2 separate regions of the Mus musculus genome follow, and region 1 is linked to region 2. Evidence: chromatin contacts called from public promoter capture Hi-C data. All regions are on one chromosome and are shown on one strand. The core of a region is the stretch at or near the end of the contact, and the rest is flanking DNA. Distances in the headings are between cores, read along the strand shown.

What was found. Promoter capture Hi-C pulls out the DNA fragments that hold promoters and counts their contacts.
Region 1: a contact with region 2 is called in a promoter capture Hi-C map of liver, with 2.7 times the contacts expected there. The contact joins the promoter of Pnrc2 here to the enhancer-like site in region 2. A contact is called at or near these places in 3 of 39 promoter capture datasets (the C10 cell line and liver), 5 of 484 Hi-C or Micro-C datasets (LSK cells, embryonic stem cells, granulocyte-monocyte progenitors and 1 more), 1 of 115 datasets of contacts at active chromatin or transcription factors (embryonic stem cells) and 1 of 9 other capture datasets (embryonic stem cells).

What each region holds. Positions count from the first base shown.
Region 1 is chr4:135,872,450-135,875,250 of GRCm38.p6, forward strand. Pnrc2 (proline-rich nuclear receptor coactivator 2) reads right to left here and starts at 1,397. Exons shown (of 3, transcript NM_026383.3): 1 at 1,225-1,397; 2 at 446-650; 3 at 1-5.
Region 2 is chr4:135,334,218-135,336,917 of GRCm38.p6, forward strand. The region is part of intron 9 of Srrm1 (serine/arginine repetitive matrix 1); the gene reads right to left. Among named protein-coding and RNA genes, the nearest start is that of Srrm1, 18 kb to the right of the region's middle. Within about 2 kb of position 1,319, at least 21 of the 459 cell types and tissues checked have an H3K27ac peak or open chromatin away from gene starts, as enhancers often do. A contact at or near this core is called in liver, where this site is marked.

The DNA.
Region 1 (2,801 bases), core at 147-2,646, 540 kb after region 2:
GTCACCTGTAAGTAAATACATGTAAACAATAAATTCCACATGTTCCTTGTGATGTTTCCATAGTTCCAGTTCTAGAAGTGTTGAAGAAAATATGACAAGATGGCATTAGGCTCGACTTCAAAACCATCTACCTCAAAAAACTAAAGTCGTGAGCTAGATACCAGTTTGTGAAATTGAAAGAAGAAAAAAATTAAAGCAAGCTCTTCTTTCATTCTTTGTACAAGCTAAAAGAAATAACCCCACACACCGAAAGCCACCCGTGGCTGGTGGGGTCTCCTATACCAGACTGGCCTCCAACTTTAAGCAGTCTTGCCCCAAACTCTGGAGTGCTGGAATTACAGGCACATAATACTGCAGCATCGCCATGCATGGCCGCTGACCTTAATAGTTTAGAATTGCTTCACTCCTAAGATAATTGGCCCCACTGTGATGGGAATCTTTATACCTTTCAGTTTGCTTTTCAGATTGAAGGATTTCCACTACTTGTCCTCTTCCTTGCTGCCAAGCCCAGGATAAGAGACGTTGCTTTCTGCTAGATCCTTTCCTTTGTCTCAGTACACAAGTTTTCATGAGCCAGTCTGCTGATTTCAGCCTAGGAGCTGAGGTCCACATCGAGTCTCCTCAGCACACAAGTTTGAGAGAAGTCCTAGCTAGAAAAGGAAAGAGAATTACTTGAAAATAACCCCAAAAAGTGATCTTTTAGACATTCTACAGAAATGGCTGTCGCTGCTTCCTCAAAGCTTCATAGATGATGTATGAGACCACGACTTTCTTTGACCTCATAAATATCAGCTTACAACTCTTGGGGGCTTACCTGCAACTCTTACCCGTTTTAAAGTGAAACTAGGACCCGCACAGCCATTTCCACATCAAGGTTCTGTTCCCAACAGCGCGCATCGTGATTTCGCCTATGACTCCGGTAACGGGTGCCATAATTTTTCACAAACCATAATAACCTTACATTCCTAAAGATCACGCCTCTAAGGGGAAAGGTTTCTCTGTTCTAATTAGCAAACACCCTCACAAGGCTGAGAAGCCTCCGACTTTGTAAGTCAGAAGGCCCGCACTCGCAGTCACCCGCACAGTGAACCTGCAAGCTCGCAGCCTCAGCCCGCGGCTCCGCTCCCAGGGAGTCGGTCGCACCCGACCGGCCTCACTTCCTCTTCAGCCAGGCCCAACAATGGTGCCCGCGATGGCCAACATGGCCGCCCCCGCCACACTCACCGACTTCGAGCGGCGGCGGCGGCGGCTCCCTCTCGACCTCCAAGCCTCCTTCCCTCTACAGGGAGAAACGATGCACGGATCTAACAGCCCACGAACGAGTCACGGATCACAACTCCGTCTGGGGACCAACCTCCTACTGCCTTTCCCGACAAAATGGAGGCCGCTGCAAGCGCGGAAGAGGACCGGAGACTGTGCAGCCAATGAGGACGCGGCAGCGCGTCCCGCGGCCAATGAGACGCCAGCCACCGCCTGTTGCTGGGGCACGCGGGGGGGGGGGGGAGTGCGGGGTGGCTGTTGTCATGGTTTGAAATCCTGCGGGAGGAGCATGTCGGGAATAACTGGCCCGCTTCGGGAGCCGCGCTGCTGGACTTTCCCCGGCTGGCGGAGGGCAGCTGCTCTTCTGCTGGCCTCTGGCAGCGGGGCCCGTACTTTACTTCCGTGACCAGACCTCTGCGCGGCGCCCGTCTTTGTTCCTGGCCCTTTCTGTCCTGCGGTCACTGGGCCAGCCCCAGAGCTGCCGTGGGTCATATTCACCCCACCCAGAGCCCGGCAACTATTTCTGCACATGACCACCTTCCTTTTTTATGTCTCCTCTGATCTAGCTTCACTTTTTTCTCGGTACCTGAGACTGTCACTACTATCAGGGCCTGCTTTTTCTATACACAGCACTTGCTGGATCCCTACACATTTTTTGGTCTTGTTTCGAAAGTGGGAAAACTAGAGAAAAGAAATATACCGCTCAAGAATGACAGCAAGGTTCGGGAAAGAAAGGAGAGATATCTTTTGTTTAAGAGAAAAAGAAAAACGTGTATCCTAGAGTCAACATTTCAAGGGTGAACACCAATTTCAGTGAATAATTCTGGGGGTAAATGTGCCAGGTGTCTTGCCTCATTCAGGCCTGTAATCACAGCTTCTCAGTTTTGAGGTCAGTTTGGAGTACATAGCAAAACCCCCATCTCAGCAAAACAAAAACGTTTCATTGGCTCCAAATTGTGATGCAAATAAGACACACACACTCACACATCTATCTATATAGCCATTGCTGTCCAGAATTAAGTTGGTCCAGAATTCTGCAAGCCTGTCCAAATGCATCTAGGGTGTTTTATCTGCTCCCTACCTCATGCTAGACTTTTGCTTATGTCATCTCATTCCAGTCTCAGCAATTTTAAGGGCAAGGTGCTATTCTGATTTCCAGTGTTCTTGGATTCAGGACATCTCAGTGGTGCCACACTTCAAAGCATAATGCTACAGTGAGTTTCAAGAGCCTGGGCTCATGTGCCCTTCTTCTCTGTGCCTAAAAGGTGCTTGACATAGAGGACACCATTACCCACATTGTCGGAAAGCTTGGGTGCCATGAAGCCTGCCTGTGTCCTGCCACCTGGCTGAGCCTGCTCTCTCCTACAAGGTCAGCGTCAGGCTGCCCTTTGGGAGAGCATGGTTCCGGCATTCACCATGTCTTAGCACTGTCTCTAGCTCATTAATAGCTACCAGTCCACAAGAGCTCCAAACTCTGGACCATGTGTAAAAAAGAATTCCTTCTTCGAAATATCACCGTCTGCCTGTCTGATTTTGTTTGG
Region 2 (2,700 bases), core at 69-2,568:
AAAAAAAAAAAAAAAGGCCCCATCTAAGAAACAATCCTTGAGACTCTTGTTTTATATGACTAGTAAACTTTGATAAACTATTTGATTAGAAAACAGTTATTATTATTTCATACTATAAATTCTATCATAGACTACCACGATGATCCCCAAGAACTGGATCTAGCACTGAGGAACCTACTGCATAACCTCACAGCAAGCCCTGCATCCCTGAGCTCATTCTTGCAGTTAATGACTCCATCTGCTGAAGTTACCTGGACAAACTACTGAACTGGGCAGAGAATGCCTAACACCTGAAGTCCCAGAGATCATAAAGTAAGGGGCTGGAGTGACTCAGTGGTCACGAGCACTGCTGCTCTGACAGAGGATTTAATTTGGTTTGCAGCACCTGCCTGAGGAGCTCATAGAGCCACCTGCAACTTCAGCTCGAGGTGAGTCCTCTTCTGGCCTATACACACCTGCACAGCGTGTATATGCCTACCACTGAACACAAGTCATTTTAAAAATCCCAACACAAAGCCGGGCGTGGTGGCGTACGCCTTTAATCCCAGCACTGGGGAAGCAGAGGTAGGCGGATTTCTGAGTTCAAGGCCAGCCTGGTCTACAAAGTGAGTTCCAGGACAGCCAGGGCTACACAGAGACACCCTGTCTCGAAAAACCAAAAAAAAACCAAAAAAAAAAATCCCAACACATAGGAGGCTAAAACAGGACTGCCTGTCTCGATTACATAAAAAGACTTTTATAGAACTAAAATCAAAACCAAACAAACAAAAGGCTCACGTGCACACACACAATCTAAGAGGCCCAAAGTGGCTTGATTTTAAGAAGAAAATGAAGTGGTTATCCCTACAAGATAATTGGTGTATATCTACAGAATAAATAAAATAACTAAACTACAACATCGCTTTTATTTATCTTGAGAGAAGATCTGGCCTCAAACTGGCTATGTAATACTGGAATTAAGAACTACACCCTTGCCAGGCGTGGTGGCACAGGCCTTTAATCCCAGCACTTGGGAGGCAGAGGCAGGCGGATTTCTGAGTTCGAGGCCAGCCTGGTCTACAGAGTGAGTTCCAGGACAGCCAGGGCTACACAGAGAAACCCTGTCTCAAAAAAAAAAAAAAAAAGAACTACACCCTTAGCTGGGCAGTGGTGGAGCACAACTTTATAATCCCAGGACTTAGGATGCAGAGGCAGAGGGATCTCTAAAACCAGCCTAATCCACAACAGAGTCCCAACACAGCCAGGGCTACAGAGAAACTGTTCAGGGGCTAGGGGTGAGGCGTGCCATCACATGGAGCCAACATTATGTATTCTGTTAAACAGAGTGAATAAACACATGGGAGGGTCACCGTGACTTAGTGTCTCATTAAGTCTTTGACACTATTATAGCATACACTTTATCCTTCCACTCAAGAAAAAGCATTATAGTAAGTAACATCTGTTTCTTTATTTTTCTAAATGACATTTTTTCCCTTTACTTACTGTTATGTTAATAGCGTTTTTAATAATTCAAAGAACAAATTGTCCTCGTTGGAAATTCAAGAGACCAATTCTAAAACCGGAACTTTAAAGCACTTCAAGAGTCCTATTAATTATTAACCTCAGATTGCCCAAAAGATAACCTGTGAAGTTAAGTTACTATATAACCAGAAATAGGAGAATACATGATGCACCCACAGAGCACAACCCCGCTGACTTAAAAGGACAGGCTGTAGCAGGACACTCGACTCAGGACAAGTCCATGCAGCGCCCAGATCAGGAGCAATTCAAGTCCCTCCAAGGCCCCTCAGACGGGTCTGTAAACTGTACTCAATGACTGACTTCCAAATTCCCCCTCTTTTCTTTCCTTACTCTTAGATCATTAGCACATTATCAACAATAGATCCTAAGATGGCCAATTAACAACTGGTATATATAGGAAACACAACCAGGAACTCTATTACATCACAGCAGTACCACAATCCTATGTATCCAGAGACTCCAACATAGCATTTCTGATCACAGTACCTAGTAGAGAAGCCAAAGAACTTCTTCATTCCACCCTTCACCTTCCTCCCTAGTCGTCGGAGGTAGCAATTTGGCAAGTCTCACTGTGTAACTGGGAAGGGACGCTTTAAACTCTTTAACTAACTAACCTTGACTAAGTCACTCAACCAAAGAACCTGACAACTGGTAAGGTCTTTTCTAACTCTCAAATTTCAACACTAAGGTCATTTCCACATAGCTCAAACCAATCTTAAGCTTCAATGGACATAAAACAGACTATAAACTGCCCACAGTTCAACTGTCTGGCTAAAGCAGTGGTCCCCAAGTGCACAAGAATACACAACAGGTCTCTGTTCCCCACAACGGCCGTCTCTGGAATGCAGTTATCTATCTATCTTGTACACATGTGTACAAGGTGTGTGTCAGAGCAGGAGCCTGGCACCTGTGCAGATGAATAAAAAGGTAACTAAAAGTTCCAACTGTGGCCTATTCAACAGTTAACTCCTTCTGCCTAGGTAATATAATCTAAATGAAAAATGTATTTCTCTAAAATAATTGTGAGAACTCCAAAAAGCTTTCTAGCTCTAAACCCTTGTAAAGTCCACAGGGAAAGACAAGTAAGCTGGAACAGTGAGCATTAGATTAAGACACTCACTCAGGGTGAGGGACTCAGAGAGGCTGAAATGTGCTCATCTTTATACAAAGTTTATACAA